Linked DNA regions of Zea mays: region 1 is linked to region 2. A link is a contact called in public Hi-C data. All regions are on one chromosome and are shown on one strand. Each heading gives the region's core, a stretch centred on a gene start, on an enhancer-like site or on the middle of the called end of the contact. The rest is flanking DNA. Distances are from core to core; before and after follow the strand shown.

Evidence for each region. A called contact is a pair of places that touch in the nucleus more often than the background predicts.
Region 1: a contact with region 2 is called in a Hi-C map of ear, with 2.9 times the contacts expected there. The contact joins the promoter of LOC100273961 here to the promoter of LOC103649959 in region 2. A contact is called at or near these places in 3 of 25 Hi-C or Micro-C datasets (ear, leaf and tassel).

The regions. Positions count from the first base shown.
Region 1 is chr3:37,586,891-37,593,309 of Zm-B73-REFERENCE-NAM-5.0, forward strand. It overlaps LOC100273961, which reads right to left and starts at 4,298. Exons shown (of 3, transcript NM_001148348.1): 1 at 3,228-4,298; 2 at 2,971-3,141; 3 at 2,353-2,887. The coding sequence starts at 4,262. The coding sequence ends at 2,507. LOC100277277 (Mediator-associated protein 2) reads left to right here. Exons shown (of 6, transcript NM_001407190.1): 5 at 775-879; 6 at 1,579-2,092. The coding sequence ends at 1,853.
Region 2 is chr3:37,286,450-37,293,105 of Zm-B73-REFERENCE-NAM-5.0, forward strand. LOC103649959 (probable serine/threonine-protein kinase PBL7) reads left to right here and starts at 4,801. Exons shown (of 5, transcript XM_008675652.4): 1 at 4,801-5,300. The coding sequence starts at 5,204.

The DNA of each region.
Region 1 (6,419 bases), core at 3,048-5,547, 300 kb after region 2:
AGGGCAATTGATTCCCATCTTTGAATGATTATCTCAAAGTGTCGAACCTGGAGATAAGGCAATTTCAGTTCTCTGTTTATTGAAGGATAGCAACTGAGATACTGTAATATCTTGGGATACGTTGTTGAACATGACAGTGGGAAGTGTAGAAGTTGGATCATATGCCTGCCAACTGATGAAGTACCTTCTTCACTGAAGCCTTTATTGTTGTAATTGTGATGATCGGTGATATTCCACATGGCATAGTTTGACCCGATCATGAAAACAACTTCCATGGCAGCTATCAGTGGTGGATATATGTTATCCTGTGGGGCCACCTGGCCCCACATGTTTTTGCCAAAAATATGTTTATCCCTCTTCATAGAATTTGCAACTATATATATCTCAATTGTGTAGTGCTTGTGTTAATTGACTTAAAAATCAACTAACTTGGCCCCGCTGTTATTTAATCCTTAATCTGCCACTGCTATCATTTGATCATGTAAAACAGGAAATTAATCTAAATCAATATTCCCTTACTTAAAGGTTGGTGTGTGAAACCTGTAGTAAATATGTTTATTTATTATGTTTAAGATTTTTAAAGAAGCTCATCGAGAAAACAGGGCTACGAAGTAAACATACTCTGTTAGATATCATAATAGTTTTGGTAATACTATAGGAATTCACCTTCTTGTGTTAGAAGAACTATTTTGGCTTTTCTCACCTGTTATTCATCATGTTGTATGCTCTTTTATATGCAAATATTTTTCCCACTGATGAACAAATGAAATGCAGTGGGGAAGATTTCACGGCGAGTATCCTTAGTTCGTTATCCTAAACCTGAGGAATTTACAAAACCAAGTTTTGGGAGTCTTACTCCTAGCATAAAGAAATCTGCAGGTAATTCTTTCTTACCGTATGTTTTCTTCACTGTTTGCACTTTTCTACTGCTAGCTAAGTTAGGCAGGATATGGCGTTGTAGATAGATACTGGTCGAACTTGGGTATTTCGTGGCTGGCAGTTTTATCTTGTTACCACTTGATTTTCTGTTGAAACTCTTATTATCATAACTGTTCAACAAAGGAAACGACAAGTCTGGTCCAACCTTTTCTTTGATTTGTGTTTCAGTGCTAGGTAAAAAAAACTGATCTTTTATCCTAAGAAAAGTAGATACACTATAAGAATTTTGATGATTTACTCTTATCCATTTGAGCAAGGACATTGGCCAAAAATATCCATAAAATTTTGTAACCTTTTCTGACGTACAAACGTTTGATGGTATACTCTTATCCATGAGTTTGTTAGTATTAACTGTACAATCCTATTGGGCCTTGTAGCTGTAGTTGGACTGGGCTCTTTTCTTGCCGCCCAAGCTAGCAGCGCTGCATATATGTAGATATAAATTGTACCGCTTTGCATACTAAGGAAAAGAGCCCAGCCCTGCTGCAACACAAGGCTCAATAAGGTTGTACGAGTGCCTCCTTCCTGTAACTTAAAACACTCAAAGGAAATGTGGCAGGTTTTCTTTTTCTTTCTTTTTTTTTTATTTGTAAGGGACGTATTTGTTGAACTGTGGTTGCTGGGTTCCCACTTTCTCAGGTTCTAAGAAGACCATGTCTCGGTTCACCGGTGTATCAAAGAATCCCAGTAGCCAAGGTTCGGCGCTTTCACTGGGCCAAAGGAGCGCAGAGCCAACACCCAAACACAAGGGGAAGAGAAAGGATGAAAGCAGCCTGGGGCACTCAAATGTGTCGGGCAAGGCCACAGAAGGATCTGAGGCTCGAGGCGCGGGGAGCAACACGGCTTCAGAGATGCCACAGTCGCCACCGGAAAAATCAAAGAAGAGGAGGAAGAAGGATAAGATCGTTGAGTAGTAGTGTCACCTTGGCAGGTGATCAAGTTTCCCTTGAATTATCAATCAGTGGCTCGAGCAGCTGTGCTGGAAGTTCACGTTCAGGTTTCTTTATGAATTTCCGGTTCTCATTTTATCCATGCAGAATTTTTTGCTGGAGTGCCCGGTGTTGTTTGACCTGGGAGCAACCTGTTGCGTGGTGCTGAAATACCGCTATGTATCGTTCTGTTTTTGGTATGTGAAAGGTTATCTTTGTTGCGCTGTTCCTGTTGGTGTGCTAAGCTGAGCTGATATAGGGGGTGTTTGGTTTGCCACTGCTAAAATTTAGCCCCTATCACATCGAATGTTTGAACCTCCGTTCGGGATATTAAATGTAGTCGGATTATAAAACTAATTTTTCAGCCGAAGATTAAAAAGTGAGACGAATCTAGTACAGTTGGTAGGATCTATATTTCATACTCCTATTTGAAAGTCAAACGCTTGATGTGACCCAGGCTAAACTTTAGTCCACAGAACCATTTAGTCCACAGAACCAAACACCCCCATAGTGTTATCGCTGCTTGCTTCACAACAGTTACAGTAGTGCACTTTATAGTACTTACAAGTACGGCATGTCATTGTCGACACCTAATGCTTTCAACGAAGGGTATATGTTGAGGGATCAATGGTGCCCGTTTATTCTTCCAAAAGTTCGTGGTAGAACCTTGTGTGCACAGGATTCTGGCTGCGATCTTCGCTCGACTGGCACACGGTGAGCTGAGCCTCTGGGGACGCCTTTTGTATCGCCGACACCCAGCCTTGGATGACGCGCTCGTCTCCCGGAGCTCCTCCCTCTTCTCCTACAGTGACAAGCACCAGCTGCTCCAGGGCAGGGGTCCTCTTCAGGAGGAAGGCGAGCAGCTGCAGCTCGAACCTCGTCCCTCTGAAATTCACCAGCTTGATGTAGCTCAGCTGGTCAAGGACGAAGTCGTCGTCGTAGCAGTAAAACATCATTTTTGAGTCGTCTACGACTTCGCCGGGCAGTGCCGTCGTCGCCTCGGCAGTGTGGCTGGGCAGCTGCGGGTTTCAGAAAGTAAAATGTCCGGTGACCGCGTTGCACGTGGAAAACTGGAGGATAGGCGAAACGGAGAGAGCCTTACGCTGACAAACAAGCGGCCCAGGAGTGGAAGCGGGTAAAGCTCGAAGAAACTGGAGAAGCTATGGAGGCCTTCGTCGTCTTCACCTAGGGAGGACATCAGCAGCTGCAGCTCTTGTACGCTCGTCATATCAATTTCCACGAGCGGATCATAACTAAGCTGTGCCCACAGATGCTGATCCGCGAGTAAAACTAGTGGTTACTAAATTTCACGGATGGCATTTTCCCTGATTCAAATGACGGGTTCTTTCTGCTACATACCAGCAAGCCGACGGAACAGAGCGTCAAAACCCGGGCATGAGCGACGCAGCTCAAGAAGTTGGAGTAGGCGTACTCGCGCTCATCGTACGCGTTCTTGGCGTCGTCGAAGCCGATGTGAGAAAGGTACGCGTCCCGCAGAGCCGGCGTGGATCCCAGGTCGACGGCAGAAGACAAGTCGTCGTCGTCGTCGTCGCTCGTCGAGTAGACGTTGTCGCCGTGGAAGGCGAACGACTCGAGCGAGGGCGCGTTGACCCGGAGCTCCCGCACGCCCAAGCAGCGCACGATCTCCAGGGACCGCAGCGTCTCGCCGTCGATCCTAACCGATCTGAGGAGGTTGCAGCCCTGGAGACTGAGGACCTCCAGCGCCCGGCAGCTGGACACGATGTCCCGGACCGCCTCGTCTGTGACGTCGGCGTGGCTGAGGGAGAGCGAGCGGAGACCCTCCGCTAGGCCGGCCGGGACAGCGCGGAGCCTGAACCCGCCCAGCGCGAGGCGCGCCAGCGAGTTCGTGGCCACGAACAGGTCGCCAGGCAGCTCCACGAACGCCGCACTTTCGTCACCGGCGTCCGCTTTTGCCGCCAACGGCGGCGGCGGCGGCCTCAGGTCCACCTCCACCTCCCTGGCGCCTCTCGCCACGGCGGACACGACCCACCCGACGACGTCTCGCTCGAACGCGCCGGTGCTGCCCGGCGCCGGCGCCGGCGCCGTAACCGCCAGGCGGAACACGTCGAGCGGCGCGCCGTACTCGGCGTGGAGCTGGAGGCAGCGGCTCACCGTGGCCGCGGCCCGCGCCGGGGCCTGGCCGCGTGCGAAGTCGCGGTCGGTGAAATCGAGCACCCTGGAGGAGGCGAGCGCGCGGAGCCACGTGCGCGCCCAGCGCCGCGAGAGGGCGCTGGTGCGCGCGGCGTGCTTGAGTGGGATACCGCGGAGGATGGAGTGGAGGATGTCGTCGGGGAGCCTGCTCAGCCGGTCCTCCCTCTGCTCCTGTACCTCCATGTCTCCACGCTTGATCCGGTGGTGCGCTTGCATCTCCATGTCAAGCGGGGTGCGTGCGATGCGAGTGCGGCATCGCTTTGGTTCTGACATGTTGAGTGCTCTGCTTTCGCCACACCTTTTATACTACTCGGTAGTGTGCATCGCAAGACTGGGCAAAAGACAGAGCAGAGTGTCGTTGACTCGTTGGCGCCTGCTTCCAATACAAGGAGGCGCGCTACGGAACCGGTCAAACACAATCAATCGTTTTGGTCAATGTACTACCAGTCACTTCTACAAATAATACCAGAAAGGACAATCATATTTGCCTAGACGGGAAGAAAAAACAAAAAAAAAAATTACAGCCTTTTCACCAACAATAAATCAGAATATTTTGAAGTGTATGATTTGCATCAATAGATTTGTGTTTAAAGTGATGTTAAGATTACATTGTTTTTTTTGGCAATTGGTATAAGAGAAAATAAGGGTTCGATATTTTGTATGACTTCTTCTTGATCAAAAGCCCTTATCATTTCTATATGGAGAGTTGTCGCTGTGTCTAGCTAATATAACACCCGAATTAGCCAAATTTTATCTTGTGAACTATTTATAAGTCTAAGTCTACCATGCATCCAATTTGAACTATTCTTGGTATACTAGCAAATAAGATTAGTCCAAATGATCATGTTGTTTATCAAATACCAAAATACAAACCTAATGACACATAGGGTTCACTTCTCTTACACAACACAAGGATCAAGTGCTCTCTATGGGTTGGGCCATAGTGAATCACCCATAGATGTTTACAACTTGAATTGGGCCACCCATAATCTCCATTGGGTGATCACCAAACTCTCAATCACCACCATACCAATCATTAAGAGTAATAAGCATAAACTCTCACATAACCTAGACAAGGCTAATGAAAATAGTGGATACACACTTGACACTCTCAATGTAGTAATGAGGTCACTAATCCCTAAAAGAATCTCAATTACCTCACAAGGAAAAGGTTATCCCTTTCACTCCAATAGGTTTATTTTGCTGAAAAATGGGCAAGAGACCTCAAAAGGATGAGATGGAGGGGGTATATATAGCTCTAAGGCAAGGAACTAGCCATTGTCCCTCCATTCAACTTTCACGGGTGCACCAGACATGTTCGGTGCACACCTATCTCTTACACTAGACACGTCTAGTGCATGCTTCAATGGCTAGCTTCATAAACTAGCCATTATTGTACTAGTATCTAGTGTTGTGACCGATGCCTCACTGAACATGTCCGGTAAGTATAACGCTTGAGGTGCACAATTCCAGACCACTCTAAGTGCCTTATTGGTGCTATATCTGATGCCTCATGAGACATGGACAATGACTACTTAGTCTCTCACACTCATCCATAACCCTCTTTGGGTGCCCAGTTTGGTACCATATCTAGTGCCTCATCGGACATGTCCGGTGAGTGTACAACCTATTACAGTCGTTTGCAATGCTATCTAGGTGCCTATTCAATGCACATTGGACATACCGATGCTCTCTCTAATCTAAACAAGTTTTCAAAGTACTTGATTTGAATGAACTTGTGACATTAATAACAAGGTTGTTAGTTCAAGTTCATACAAACAAAGTCCACAACATGTACTTTAGAAGTGAAAGATTAAGCACGAGTACATGATTAAGGGCCTGTTTGTTTACCCCTCAGATTATATAATCTGGATTAAATAATCCTAAGAGGCAAACAAACAGTCCAGCTTATTTGCCGAGATTATATAATCTAACCCCTTGGATTATGATAATCCATAAGCAAGTGAGGAGGTGCTTATTTCAGATTATTTTTTTCCCACTTCCCCACTACCCTTTCAAGTTTTATAAAAATTACCCACCATTGCCATTATAACCAATCATTGGCATTATTGTCTTCCTCATACAAAAGAATCCTATTAACAACTCAAATAATCTGGATAAACAAACGGGACTACTCAGATTATATAATCCAGATTATATAATCCAGATTATATAATACTCCAAAAATAATCTAGATTATATAATCCATGGGGTTAAACAAACAGGCCCTAAATAAGCTCATTTGCATGAAATTTAAATGGAAGAGCATAAACAACAAAAGGTGACATGATATTTGATAGTCGCCTAGAGGGGGGGTGAATAGGGCGAAACTGAAATTTACAAATATAAACACAACTACAAGCCGGGGTTAGCGTTAGG
Region 2 (6,656 bases), core at 3,551-6,050:
ATATACTGATATTAATTATACTACACGGTCTTGGTATTTATACAATACGAAACGCTGCACGTGGTACACTGGTAGACACATCTCTAGATTTTAGCTTAAAAATCTTAAGTTTTGAGGGTAAAACCACTTAGTTATATGCGTAAATACCGAGCCTGAAAGTCGCCTAGAGGGGGGGTGAATAGGGCGAAACTGAAATTCTCAAAAATAATCACAACTACAAGCCGGGTTAGCGTTAGAAATATAATCGAGTCCGCGAGAGAGGGTGCAAAACAAATCGCAAGTGAATAAGGAGTGAGACATGTGGATTTGTTTTACCGAGGTTCGGTTCTCGCAAACCTACTCCCCGTTGAGGTGGTCACAAAGACCGGGTCTCTTTCAACCCTTTCCCTCTCTCAAACGATCCCTCGGACCGAGTGAGCTTTTCTTCTCAATCACTTGGAACACAAAGTTCCCACAAGGACCACCACAAGATTGGTGTCTCTTGCCTCAATTACAAGTGAGTTTGATCGCAATAAAGAATCAAAGAAAGAAGAAAGCAATCCAAGCGCAAGAGCTCGAAAGAACACAAGCAAATCTCTCTCACTAATCACTAAGGCGTTATGTGGAATTTGGAGAGGATTTGATCACTTGGGTGTGTCTAGAATTGAATGCTAGAGCTCTTGTAAGTGGTTGAAGTAGGAAAACTTGGATGACTTGAATGTGGGGTGGTTGGGGGTATTTATAGCCCCAACCACCAAACTAGCCGTTTGGTGGGGTTGTCTGTCGCATGGTGCACCAGACAGTCCGGTGCACACCGGACATGTCCGGTGCGCCAGCCACGTCACCAAGGCCGTTGGGTTCCGACCGTTGGAGCTCTGTCTTCTGGGCCCGCCTGGATGTCCGGTGGCACACCGGACATGTACTTTAGATTGTCCGGTGCGCCACTTCGCGCGTGCCTGACTTCTGCGCGCTCTGGCGCGCATTTAATGCTGTAGCAGGTGACCGTTGGCGCCGAATAGCCGTTGCTCCGCTGACTCACCGGACAGTCCGGTGCACACCGGACATGTCCGGTGAATTATAGCGGAGCGAATTCCCGAAGCTGGCGAGTTCCTGAGGCGTTCTTCCTTGGAGCACCGGACACAGTCCGGTGTACACCGGACAGTCCGGTGAATTATAGCGGAGCGCCTCTGAATTTTCCCGAAGGTGAAGAGTTTGGCTTGAAGTCCCCTGGTGCACCAGACACTGTCCGGTGGCACACCGGACAGTCCGGTGCGCCAGACCAGGGCTGCCTTCGGTTATCCCTTGCTCTCTTTGTTGAACCCAATTCTTGGTCTTTTTATTGGCTAAGTGTGAACCTTTGGCACCTGTATAACTTATACACTGGAGCAAAACTAGTTAGTCCAATTATTTGTGTTGGGCAATTCAACCACCAAAATCATTTAGGGCTTGTTCGCTTTTGTGTTAATCCATGTGGATTGGGTGGGATTGAGTCGGATTAAATCCATAGTAAGTCAAAATCCATCTCAATCCCACTCAATACACTCTAATCCACATGGAATGTCAATAACCGAACAAGGCCTTAGGAAATAGGTGTAAGCCTAATTCCCTTACAGAGCCATGTGAGAGTGGTTGATAACTCTGGTGCGTTGTATTCGTGATCCTATTTTTATGGTAGATCAAAAAATTATGTGAGTCGAATGTATGCAGTTTTTATTTTTATTCAGATTCAAAAATTATGGCAGATCGCCGTTTCATTGCATGCGCAGATTTTAGATGATATTTTCGTTTCCACTGCACGCATGCAAAAACATAGGATGACATGATTCACGCAGAGCATAAATTCTTATATAAAGGCGCATAAATACATACACGGTGTAGTATAATTGATAAAAAAACCTAATATCAGTTCAACTAACAGCCCCCACGGGAATTAGGGACATTTTTATAACAGATGTAAAAATTGTATTTATCGTCGTAAAAATCATCACTGAAATGCATAAATAGTGTAAATAGAAGACATGAAACGTAATCATCGATGACATAAACATGGATCGGATAGTTCGTCGCTGGAGGACGATCCTGAGGCCGCTAGATCAAAGGCTGCCGCCGAAGCCACTGGATCGAAGGAGTTGGTCATCGAAGTATGCCGGATCCACCCACGCCTCGCATGGCCGCCATCGCCGAAGACAACCGCACCTCGCGCGACCGCCGGAGCAACCCGCGTCTCCCGTGGACACCACTGCCGCTGTCGAAGCCTATTGTGCAACCGCCGTCGCTGCTCGTCCGCTTCAGGAGCGCCATCGCAGCTTGCCTGCCTGCCTTATGAGCGTCGCTATCGCTCCATCATAGGGGAGCGTCGCCGCCAGTCGCCCACCTCGGGGCGGCACTGCCGTTGGCCATTAGGATCGCCGCCTCTCGCACGACCGAGGGAACCGCTGCTGCCGATAAAATCTAATCCCTTGCGACATGAGGATGTTTTTATAGCCCCCGAACCTGGTGTGGCTGAACCAAATGACACTATTAGGCTAAAGCTTCCTCTAGTTATTGAAAGCTCAGGATTTATAATGTATAGTTAGTGTCGAAGAAAAAATAGCCCGCAATAAAAAAAAGACACATGTACCTCCTTTTCTGATTCTCTGATTAAACACGAGTAAATGACCGTAAACTCGGCATTTATTGCATTGTATACCTATACATAATATATATTTTTTAGAATAGCATGCATTCTGTGTTTGGGACAACACACGAGTGCTAGAATTGTGTTGTTTCAGGAACAGAGAAAAGTGTGGACCTATCTAGTTCAGTTGTGAGCTGTAAAATGGCTAATACGGGAAAGCTGGTGTTTATATATATATATATATCTATTTATTGATGATTCTATATGTTTACCCGTTTGGTTAGTGTTTTTTAGTAGTAGAAGTATTTGTCTACAACCTGAGCTAAACACAAAGGCTGGGCGTGCAGCACCACGGCACTTTATTTGGTAGCAGCTGAAGTTCATGGGCCGGGTCCCAAACACTAGGATTTGGTCAAAATTCAGGTAGCCCAACCTCTGTTCGCTGGCCCATCCAGCAGCCGCGCCCTTTTCTGGCCCCGCTTACTAATACGGCACACGACTGGAGAACCTGGTGTGACACGTTTATATTGTGCAATATATATAATAACGTAAACCAACCATCCAAATTAAGAAAAGGCAGCTGGGGGTACGATAGGGCTTGGAAAAAAACCTCGAGCTCGACGAGCTGGCTCGGACTCGCAGCAGCTCGGCTCGGTTCGGACCGGCTCAACACTAAGAATGAGCCCGAGCCCTAGCGCCGTACGATGTCTCACTATCGTGTGCCACCGCCAGTCACTGACCGGCCCCGTGTAGCCAGCCATTCACGTGCGAAAACAACAATACAACTGCAACCGATCTTGCGTCTTGCCGACTGTCCGAACTCCGAACGATACAGTGCGAAATGGGTGCGTTGCTCTTGTCCAGTATGGCACTGTGCGTCCACTTCCACCCCAGGCAGGCAGGCAGCCGGGCGTCGCGGGCGCCGGACAGGTGGGTGGGTGGCGTCGCGCGAAGGCCACCGGGACACGCTGCTTGCTCTGAAAAGCCGACGAGCAGACAACGGGCCCCGGGACCCGGGACATACTAGAAGAAGGCGGCCGGGATCTGCCGACCCCACCACGGTTCACACAGTCCACACCCTTCGCCGCGCGGCGCCTGCCCGGGCCCCCCGAATGGCCGTCCTTTTCGCGCCGTGCACGCGGACAACAGTGGCACCGGAGGTCGCCTTCACGGTGCGGCCGCGCACCTGGGTGTCCTCCGGATGCAGCAGGTTGGTTGTCGTCGTTCAATAACAATCGAGGGCTTGTTCGGTTATTTTCAATCCATATGGATTGAAGGGGATTGATACGGATTGAAGGGGATTTTGACTTAATAGGGATTGAATCCCCCTCAATCCCTCTCAATCCATATGGATTGGGGTAGAACCGAACATAGTTGGGCCCGTCTGCACGAGGGTGAGGGTGGAACGGGGGTTAGGCTGGAAAGCACGCCTAACAATAATGGATATACGTATTTATTAGTAGAATCATGGCGCTCTAAACCCGCTCCTGCTCCATGTCTTAATCGGTGGATAAGGATAAGCTTAACCGTAATGCACGTAGCACTGTAGCGACCCGTCACCCGTTCTTGACTTGTCAACTACATGCCCCATCCTTTCTGGGAGTGCTGTCTTTTTTTTACTGTAAAGAACGGTCTATGTGAGCGATAACAACAGCAACCTTTTGTGATCCGTGTAAGAAAAATATAATCACACATTTCCCCCCTTTATTGTCCAACCAAAAGCTATCCTTTCTTTTAGATAAAATACCCATTTTGCCCTGCCGCACTAGGTGCTATGGTAGTGATGGAGATGGGCCAAACCTTTTGAACAAAGTAAAAACCTAACGGAAAAAAATGATCCGTTCGTCCTAGTTGTTTTCTAACTGACCAGCAGTCAATATTTACCACACTGGTGACTAATAATAAGATGAGTTTTTTTAACTTGATTTTCAAAGCGAGTACCAAAAACGACCCGGCCTGCTCGCTCGTGTTTCTCTAGATGTACGTGTTGTTCTATGGACTTTTGCAGTGCAGAGTGAAAATCCGCACTTGATTCACAAAGTCTTTATTTTAAAAAAAATTGTATTTTAGTTTCCTGAAACAGTACAGGGAATAGTGTTTTGGACGAACGCATTTGGCTCGAAATTGGAACAAGAGTCCTTCGTGTACCTACTTTTTATAGGTTGACCCCAAATAAACAACTCCATACATAACTATACCTTCACAATTCGTCAAGCAAAACTATACTAAACCCCTTCAATTAGCAATTAATCTTTCCTGCCACTAGTGAGTCTCCGACGTCCCATCGATGCTGACTTTTCCGCCTTCCCTCGGCGCCGTTTTCCGTCCTCCGCTTTCCGTCGGTTTTTTTTAACATGTTTTCAAATCTTTTAGGCCGCACGCTGCTATCCTCATCAGTCTTCTCCGCTTTTCCCCCCATCTCCTTCTGGGCGCACCAGGAAAAAAATTGATACATTCCTCGGCAGCTGCGCGAGTCCTCTGTTGATACCCCCGGCGACCCAAAGCCCCCGTCCGAGCAGCAGCAGCAGCAGCCTAACAGGATTGGGGATTTTTTTTTGCTTCGTGTTCTCCTTCTCCTGCTGTAGGCGTTGATTCGGGTGATGAGAGATGGGCTTCTTGGCGTGCTTGTGCCGATGCCCTCAGGACGGGGACGACGACGAGAAGGAGGGGGAGCAGTTCAGAATCAACCACCAGGTCGCCTCAGGTGACGGGCGATGCTCATGCTTCAAAAAAAATTCTTTCTTTCTTGCGTTATGTTTCCTGCTTTTGCCTTCGTTAGTTGTAGCAAGCATACTTCGTCAGTTCGTCTGGCTAGGAAATTCTCGTTTCTTGGTGCTTCGTTCTGATACTAGCTTGTTCGCGGTATGTGTGGCCCTGATACTATACTCCGGTACCATGCTTCCTGTGAAGCTGAACTCGCGCTTGCTGTCAGAGGGACGTTTAATTCTACAAAATGAAAATAAAACCAAGTCTACTGATTCGTGAACTTGGTAGCGTAACCGGTTTTTAGTTGTTTATTTACGCGAGTGAAGAATTGTACTCATACTCAGCCATCATGAACTTTTTTTTTTATTCTGAATAGCATGGTCAACCTTTTCTTTATCACACGGCACCCAGCCTCGCGGACGAATTCCTTTAGCAACCAAGGCTGTTAGATTTAATCTTGCCATTGTGTAGCTAGAAACAATAGGCTGTGGCTGATCAAGTGCGTAGCAGCAAAACGTGTGAGACTAGTACGCTGTTGTTGCCTTGAGCGGTTACATACTCATGGTCATGGTGTGTGAGACTGTCACTGAGAATATGGACCGAGACTTTTTGGGCCAGCACGAGCACATGAGTCAGGCTTGGATCTACATAACCTATTAAAGTTAATATTGTTTAATTTCTTTAATTTAGTAATTTATAGACTTTATATCGTTGTAATATTTGAACTTTATGTGGTCAAATGACGTTAGCATTGTTTAATATCGTTAATTTAGTAAGCTATAGACTTTATGTGGTTGTAATATTTGAATTTTATGTGATTCAAATATATACTTAGGCTTAGGTCGGCACGGTCCAACGTAGGCATGACGTGCTTTAGGGCTATGCTGATCCACTATTTCTACTATTTAGGCTTGCATGGTATAATCAAAAAAAATTTAGGCCTTCTTAACTTGAGCCCGTTAGGCCTAAAACACGATGGCCTTTGGTCCGGCTTAGCTCAATTCCCAGCACTAGAGACCATGCCGTGTCAAGTGCATACACGTGTGGAGTGCACACAAGATAGACATGATCAGGAGAGTAGTAGCTGCATGCAGCCATTAGTCTCTTTCCTTGTGATTGGTATGCTGCACATATTCGTCCGGACTGAGCGCGTGCATTGACTAAAAAGCAGCCGCTGTTTGATTAACTGTATAGAGTCAGACTGAGCCTACACCCGCAAATGCAGCATAGGTAAAAAATATATCCCTTTACTGTATGTGTGCATACGCTCCGGCGTTCAGGTTCTGGTGGGCCACGCTCGCTAGAGCCAGGCGCTGCTCGTCCGTCCATCCAATCAGCCGGTTTAAGTCTTTAT